Linked DNA regions of Sus scrofa: regions 1 and 3 are each linked to region 2. A link is a contact called in public promoter capture Hi-C data. All regions are on one chromosome and are shown on one strand. Each heading gives the region's core, a stretch centred on a gene start, on an enhancer-like site or on the middle of the called end of the contact. The rest is flanking DNA. Distances are from core to core; before and after follow the strand shown. Region 1 holds the start of WASHC4 (WASH complex subunit 4). Region 2 holds the start of HSP90B1 (heat shock protein 90 beta family member 1). Region 3 holds the start of ALDH1L2 (mitochondrial 10-formyltetrahydrofolate dehydrogenase).

What was found. Promoter capture Hi-C pulls out the DNA fragments that hold promoters and counts their contacts.
Region 1: a contact with region 2 is called in a promoter capture Hi-C map of liver, with 5 times the contacts expected there. The contact joins the promoter of WASHC4 here to the promoter of HSP90B1 in region 2. A contact is called at or near these places in 2 of 5 promoter capture datasets (fetal skeletal muscle and liver) and 1 of 47 Hi-C or Micro-C datasets (liver).
Region 3: a promoter capture Hi-C map of fetal liver shows a contact between it and region 2, with 3 times the contacts expected there. The contact joins the promoter of ALDH1L2 here to the promoter of HSP90B1 in region 2. A contact is called at or near these places in 1 of 5 promoter capture datasets (fetal liver) and 1 of 2 datasets of contacts at active chromatin or transcription factors (skeletal muscle).

Annotation. Positions count from the first base shown.
Region 1 is chr5:79,473,327-79,476,026 of Sscrofa11.1, reverse strand. It overlaps WASHC4 (WASH complex subunit 4), which reads left to right and starts at 1,372. Exons shown (of 34, transcript XM_021092625.1): 1 at 1,372-1,526. The coding sequence starts at 1,466.
Region 2 is chr5:80,529,429-80,532,128 of Sscrofa11.1, reverse strand. It overlaps HSP90B1 (heat shock protein 90 beta family member 1), which reads left to right and starts at 1,267. Exons shown (of 19, transcript NM_214103.1): 1 at 1,267-1,327; 2 at 2,318-2,420. The coding sequence starts at 1,279.
Region 3 is chr5:79,491,240-79,493,950 of Sscrofa11.1, reverse strand. ALDH1L2 (mitochondrial 10-formyltetrahydrofolate dehydrogenase) reads right to left here and starts at 1,279. Exons shown (of 24, transcript XM_001926587.6): 1 at 1,087-1,279. The coding sequence starts at 1,134.

The sequences.
Region 1 (2,700 bases), core at 123-2,622, 1.1 Mb after region 2:
CCAACCCACTGAGCAAGGGCAGGGACTGAACCCGCAACCTCATGGTTCCTAGTCGGATTCGTTAACCACTGCGCCACGATGGGAACTCCTCTTCCTCTTTTCTTTTCTAAAATGCCCAAGAAGACATCAAGCACCCCATGGGGGTGGGATCCACTTTTCTCATCTGCTTTTTCATAATAATCTCTGCATCTAGGATTGTGTCTGGTACATAGTGGGCATTCAAATATTTGACCTACTGTAGATTCACCGGCCTCAGGGAAAACTCTTCAAGAAACTGCTTACTTGCTTTGATAAAGTTAATTATTTTTGGTCCTTTATAAGATTACAGAAGACATTAAAAAAATTCCTATTGTTAAAAATTAAAGACATAGGTAGTCACAATAAAACTTGAAAATTCACTAATAACCAACACTTACTCTTTTCCAGTTGACTTCCTGTTGAGAGTGATTTGAGTTCTCTTAGTATTTACATGCACACATGCAAGTACACGTTTGTAGAAAAATACAAATGTAACCACAAATACACATTATTCTGCAGCTACCTTCTGTCAGTTTCTGGTGTCTCTATAAATCTACTTCATTTCTTTTAACACCGATCTAGCATTTCGTAGTATGCACATATTAAACTTTATGTATTTACTCCCTATTGATTGACATTTAAATCTCCTTACTACTATTAAAAACCATGCCGTAGTGAACACTGCCATGCAATTACCTGTACACATGCAGCATTACTGGGTAACATAGATCTGATCACCAAAAAGCCACTTGGTAGGTAGGCGCATTTTAGAACTCAAAACAGCTTTTCTTCTCCACTCCGTCGTCCCCGCCCTGCCTTTTTAGAGGAGGTGGGTAGAGAGCCCAAGAGAACAAGATAAGCAGAGAAGTAAAATTCCTCGCTTAAGTGTTCATAAAGTAACCCCTTCTCTTGAACACCTTCCCCCCCTCCAACTCAAGAAAAGGTGTGCAGGACAAGAGCTGAAAGAGCTCCGACAGGGGCGACCGGGAAGGCGTTGGCTGTACGGGCTTCTTGGAAGAAGCGCTTGGACAGCCACGTCCTCGAGGACCACACCTTCTTGTTCAGCCGCCGCTCCATCAATTTTGTGCTTTTCAGGCTAGACTGGGGGATAAATTCCCCTGGTATAAAAATGGCTTGGAGACAGTAGAGCGAAAGTGAAGATAACGATGGGGCGTGAGACATGAACTGAATGGTGGCGAGGCCGAAGTAGCAGCGGGAGGACACCGCAAGCACCGCCGCCGCCGCCATGGCCATCGCTTTCTGCCACCGCGGAGGACTCGCTTTCCCAGCGGTCCCCGCGGCCCGGCAGGGGCATTGGGCCCGGCTGGCCCTTGCGAGCGAGGGGCGGAGCCCGGGCCGGAAGTCACGTGCTATGACAGCCGCCGGGGTGAGGCCGCCGTTGTAGCTCAGGCTGGTTGGGGCTGTGACTGTGGGAGGCGCCGGTGCGATGGCGGTAGAGACGCTGTCCCCGGACTGGGAGTTCGACCGCGTTGACGACGGCTCACAGAGTAAGGGAGCGGCAGGGCAAGGACTGCGGGTGGGCGCTCCCCATCCCGCCTCAGCCAGGGCAGCGCTTGTGCAGGAGGGCTCTTGGAGCGGCGCGTAGCCCCCGGGTTCGGGATACTTTCTGCGCCTTAGGGTGTGAGAGGGACGCCTTCCAAACGTAACTTTCGGGGTTGGGAGTCCACGCGATGGTGGCTCAGGCTGGCCAGGCCAGGGCTTGGCTATTTGGGCGGTGACTGTCCTGGGGCGACCGCAGTGGCCAGTGGGCGCGGCGTCCACTTTGTGCAGCCGCGGGCCCTGACGGGGCGCGCCCGGGAGGCCAGGACCCCGGGGAGGGGAGGCCGCCGCGACTCTGGCCTCTGGGGCTTTAACCAGATCCTCAGAACGTTCAGTTCTAAGTGAGGCTGAAGTCCGGGTTCCTGTTTCGGTTTCCTGTTTTTCTTCTTTTTCCTCCCAAACCAACTTGTGGAAGTTTGAGTGTTTTTTTTCATTCATATTATTATTACTGTAGAAGATAGTGAAAAAGAACTCTTCACGCGGTAAAATATATACACGCGAATGTCAGTTTATCTCCCTCGAGGTCTTTTATTTATGTTAAGTGGTCTTTTTCAGTGTTGTCCTGTAGTTTTCAGCGCACCTAGAAAGGTTTCAGAAATTATAGTAAGTCTACTTCAGCTTTTACTATGTAAAATTGAGTTGTCTCATTTTACCTTATAAGTCTAACCCCCCAAAACTTAACAAATTCAGTTTCATGGAGCAAAGTTTAGATGCCAAATTATTTTGGTGAAACGCTGCTTAAGATGAATACAAATTGGCAACCTGTTTCTTGCCATTGGTGGTATTAATTTTTATAGGTGATAAAAGAGATTTTGGGACATACTGCTAGAATGTTTTTTTTTAATGTAGGTTTTTCAGAAGGTGAACATAATTTTAAAAGATTACGTGTGATTTTTGCATAATTTTACAAAAACAAATTAGATATAATTAGGTTTTATTAACTACTCAAAGCGGTCTGAGTTTAATTCAGGATTCGGTTTTTCACAAAACATTCTGTAAGTTGTTAGCTCTTATGCACCGTGAAAAACCAGACCTGTTGGTAATAACAAAATTCTTTAACTTTTTTATGGGGAAGATTCTATATTCACTGTTAAAGTGAACTGCACCTTGTCATGTATGAAG
Region 2 (2,700 bases), core at 18-2,517:
AGGGGTTTTTTTGTTTTTTGTTTTTTCTATGCTAGACTGGCTTTACTACCACGCTCTCTACTTAACTTACAGCAGGGGCTCTGTAGGTGACCGCCTTTGAACTTCACCAAGGAGTAGAGGGCATCAAAGTTGCTCGCAATCTCTCAAGGGACAATAAATAAATAGCCCCACTGTCCTCCTCTTCTGTAAATCCAATCAGAAGGCCTGGAGATTCTGGCCACGAAAAGTACAGACGTAACAGGGGCTCCGGCTGACCTAGGGAAGCGCGAGAAGACAGATTCGGAAAAGCGTGTTCTCCAACTGGAGGCGAGTCCCAGACTCGAGAGGCCCAAGCCCATAATACTGGGCGGCCTCACCCAAGACCTGGCGGCTTTCTAGGCCCGCTTCTGAAGGCTGTGTACACTGAAGAGTCTGGAACAGGTACAAATCTCTACCGCAAGGGGAAGGAAATGTAAACACTAAAACGCGCGGCACAGAGTTCCGGCGGAGACACACTGGAAAAATGGGGAAAGAAGGGCCAAGCTACGCAACTGAATAAAGACTACGATTCCCAGCATTCACTACAGTGTTCCCCGGGGTACGTTGCATGCCGGGAACTGTAGTTTCTCACCACCCCATGGAACATCGCTAGGGGGATTGTCAACCTCTCACGTGTGTCTCTTTTCCAAGAAGCACTGCCAAATAGAAAACTGGCTGCAAAAAGTCGCACCGGAATCATTCGCAAGATGACCCCACGCGGGGACAAGGGAAAGGTGAAGAGCGCGTTGCCATGGCTACCGCTTCTCTTGGTCCCAGAATAAACGCGCTCTAAGATCCGGAAGTAGTTCCGGGCGACCTCTCCACCTGGAGGGATGAATTCTGTGCTGACGTTCATTGGACGGTTTCCCTTAGAGGCCAAAGCAACCAAGGCAAAGGGGCGGTCCCTCGTGAGAGGGGCCCGCGGAACCGTTTGATTGGAGAAGAGGAGCCAAGACTGACCAATTGGAAGGAGCCACGCTTCGGGCATCGGGCACCGCACCTGGACAGCTCCGATTGGTGGACTGCGGTCCCCCCTACGAGTTCCCATTGGGTACAGGGAGTGCGTGGTGCAGCCCGATTGGCGGGTTCGTGTTTCCCGTCCCCCGCCCGCGAGTAGTGGGGGTGAAAAGCGGCCCGACCTGCTTGGGGGGTAGTGGGCGGATCGCACGGCTTGTGGTTGTGAGGTTCTGAGCCCAGGGGAGGGGGGGCGGAGGTGGCTCCTTCGATCAAAGGGGACTTGAGACTCACCGGCCGTGCGACATGAGGGCCCTGTGGGTGCTGGGCCTGTGCTGCGTCCTGCTGACCTTCGGTGAGTGATCCTGGAGGAGCGGGCACCCCTGGACGCCCCCCCGCTCCAACACGGCCTCTTCTCGAAGGTTCTGGGGGCGTTGAACCTGGGAAGGGGATAACACGGTCTGCGCTGGGCGGATGGGGATGTCCATCGATTTTCCTCGAAAGAGGTTCAGGGGATTTCGTTTACTCTAATTACTCTGGAAAGAAAAAAGGAGAATGGAGTCGTTTAAATCTCTTGCGGATGTCCTAGTATCCGCTCTTAGAAGTCTCAGTCTTCTGGGAGTGGGGCCTGGCTTGGGCTCGCGCCCCTTGGGAGCATTGCGTGTCCCCTTCCGAGGACTTTTGTCAAACGCCGCAATCTTTGGCCGCTCGAGTTTGAGGACCCTCCGCCCCCGGTATTCCGACTGTTCGCCAACGCGAGTTTCCTTTCTTAGGTGCTGGACTGTGAAGCTTGGGGCCCTGGGGCAGCGGACCGGCATTGGCAGCGCGGTTGATTCACTTTCGCTCAAACTCCTTAACATTTTAAAATCTCTAAATATTTCTTCCCTTTGTCAGGCCCCTAGGCCCAATTTCACTTCCCCTCGCTAGAGGTTGCACAAATTCTGTTTGAGCTCTGACCTGTGACATCGAAGGACTAAGTTTGGCATGGTCAGTTTGGAGCCTTGTGTCGGCCTGCGCGCAACACGTGTGAATGTACAGGGGGCCTGGTAGCAAATCAGCTAAGCGCTGTTTGTGAAGAATCTCTGGGCCACCTTTCAGAAGTGATGGCTGCCTCCGTATTTCAGAATCCACTGGGGGACCTCAGTATCTGAACTTAAATAAGAAATATGCTGACATGGGTTTATATTGGATATTCAAGCCAGTGGATCCATTCTTTCATCCCCACCTCCCATATTTTCCAAGTGAATTTTGCAACATCTACCCTTGCCTTGTTGATCTTGTTTCTTCTAAGAAGTACATGGAGCTATGGTGTTTGAGAGTTTTCTGGTATTACATTTTCCCGCAGGGTCTGTCCGCGCTGAGGATGAAGTGGATGTGGATGGGACAGTGGAAGAAGATCTGGGTAAAAGTAGAGAAGGTTCCAGGACAGATGATGAAATAGTACAGAGGTTTGTACTCTTCCGGAACGATGCAAATAACCCCTGGGAAACCCTGGAATACAGTAATTTTTTTATGTTCATTCTCCAAAGGTCCAGATGAAGTTTTAACACTTTGAATTTAATTACTAGATAGTAGAGAAAACGTTAGGGGGAGCAAGCATGTGCATGCACAGTATCTCCTAAATTGCCCCTAAGAATGGTCAAAACGGAATGAATTCTTTGGAAAACTGTTTTGATAATACTGGCGCTATAGCCTTCCTAAGATCTTAGAAAAGATCTACAGTTGGTT
Region 3 (2,711 bases), core at 30-2,529, 1.0 Mb after region 2:
GTCTCTTTTTCCTTATTTAAAAAAAGAATGATGAATACCTCCAGTTTAACTAGAAGTAACTTCCAGATTAACTAGAAGTGACTGGGATAAAATGAATTCTCATTATTTGGGGCTGTCTGGAAGACAAAAGCTTTTCCATTTATGCAATTTTGGGCCAGTTCTTGATGCTACTCAAGACTTCTGCTTCCAAGTTTTTAACATCTGGATATGTACACATGTGCATATGACTTTGGCAGAGAGAGACAGTCAAAAGCAAATTCTTTTATAATACAGCAAATGTGCACTTCCTGAAAAGAGATAATGTACAATGGGACGGATTTCTTTCTTCCCTAAACAGCTTGAGTCTGCCTTCATGCAGCGAGGCACCTCTCCTGAGGCTGCCCTGAAGTGCTGAAGGCAGCGGTGCTGCAAGCAACGTGTCCTCTCATATTCCAGTTCTGGAGAAGCTGATGCAATTCCAAAGCTCGGGGCTATGCCAGGGCTCAGTTCTTGCACCATAGTTTACTAGTGTTCCAGGGTGGCTGCTTCTGCAGCGCCTGGTAATGCTAGAAATCTTGCTGCATGCAGCTCAGGAATGAAGAGATTGCAGCCACCAGCTCGGAATGCCATTATCTGAATGGGCCCTGCGTACCAGTTCGGGGCGCTCACACCTCTCAGGCCTGGAAGAACTCCGCTGAGTTGATTCTACTCTTCTCCAGGGGATGACCCTGGTCCAGAATCTTGGCTCCATTTCTTAACTAGGCAAGGCTCTCAGGATTGAAATGAAAGCAGAAAGGAAGCCGACTCGGTCCCCCTTGCCAAGTGACTGTTTCCACCCTGTCAATCCCAGCCAGACCTTAGATGTTCAAAAACTACATCCTCAGCCCCTTCCCCGTAGGAGACAATGGCTCGTTTGACAAGACCCATCCTAGAACCTCCTCGGACCCGTCTCTTCAGTCTCCCAATTTAAAAAACGTTGTCTTGGTTTTTAGCAAAGTCAAAACGTTGCTGCTCACCCTTAGTCCCGCCGCCCGGCCCACCCGCCAGCCCGGGGTCTGGAAACCAGTCCCCTGTAAGAGTCAGGACGCTCGCCCCGGCGGGACTCACCCGGCCAGTAGAGAAGCGCCGGAGCGTTTGGCTGCTCCGCCACAGCATGCTGCAAAGGACCGCTCGCGCTGGGGGCGCAGGGGTGCAGGACGCAGACGGGGGCGCCTTAGCCTGGGAGCGGCCTACAGCCTCCGAGGCCGGGGCGGAGGCGCTGGCAGCTAAAGGCCTCGGCCAGTCCCAGGACCCCGCCTCCTCCAGCTGGCCGGGCTAACGCGGCCAATCCCGTGCGACTGGGCGGGGCGTGCTCCAGCCGCCCGCAGCCGAGCTCGTGCGGTGCTGAGCTCCCGGCGGCTGCCTAGGTTCCAGACTCACTCGCTGCGGAGTCTTCTACCTGTTACTCACACCCTCTTAGGTACAAAAGGATCTGCCTTAAAGGCCAGCCTGACACCCTAAGCCATGTCCTTACACAGATTTGAGAGGACAACAGGCACGTGCGTGGAGATGCGAAAGATAACGGGTGAGGACACCTTCACCACGTGAGGGTCCTGATTCCTATCTCCCTGTCTGATAAACGAGAGACGGCGTACAAAGCTCCAGGCAGAGAGCCTGGCACAGAGCCGGTCCTGACAGATGATGGACAGGTAGATAGAAGATAGACGTCCTTTCCCTTCACCTCTCTAAAGGAACGCTCAAGATATGCTTTAGTTGAGCACTTGTCCCAAACAGAACTCCTTAGCCTGGCCTTCAAGGTCTTTTGAAGTTTGGTATTTCCTCTGATTTATTGCTGCTCTTTTGCACGTGTAATAAAGCCAAACCGTAGTACTTACCTCTTCCTTCCTGGTTTATGCTTCCCAGGAAAGCTTACCATCTAGGCATGACCAAATTCCTCTTTTCTTAAAGTTATAGCTCAAATGCTGCCTCCTGTAGGCACTTTTTGTGATGCTTTCCTCATCACCTCCATGGCATTTTCTTTCACAGGGTGAGTTTTCATTCCTCTGAACTGAGGAGGATTTTTGTCTATGCATTTCTTATCATCCCTGAATCTGTTCCTGGTAATTATGTTTCTGTCATCTTCTCTACAGGAAGCTCATAGCAGGTGAGTCCATGCCTTATTTATCAGGATGTACAGTATCTACCACTGAGAAAAGCTTAGAACATACTTGTTGAAAGAGAAAACAGGAGTTGCCATTGTGGCTCAGTGGGTTAAGAACCTGACATAGTGTCCGTGAGGATTCAGGTTCAATTCCTGGCCTCGCTCAATGGGTTAAAGATCCAACGTTGCCTACGAGCTGCAGAGTAGGTCGAAGATGTGACTTGAATCTGGTGTTGCTGCGGGTGTGGTGTGGGCCAGCAGCTGCAGCCCCAACTCAATCCCTAGCCAGGGAATTTCTGTATGCCACAGGTATGGCCATAAAAAGAAAAAAGACAGAGAGAGTGAGAGAGAACAAATGAATGAATGTATTTAAGAAGGTAAGAAGGAAAGAAAAAACACCATTCTTAAAGCCTGGAGGATTGCTGCAAACATCCAAGGTTTTGTCTTGGGAACTGCTCCTTGACAATTCAACCCATCTCCCTGACTGCATTTTGTGACTTCTTGCTTCTACTAAACTTCCAAATATTTGTATTCATTTTATTTGTTCTAAACTGGGGAGGGTGGGCAAGGAGTGCGGTTTTTCCTGAGTGAC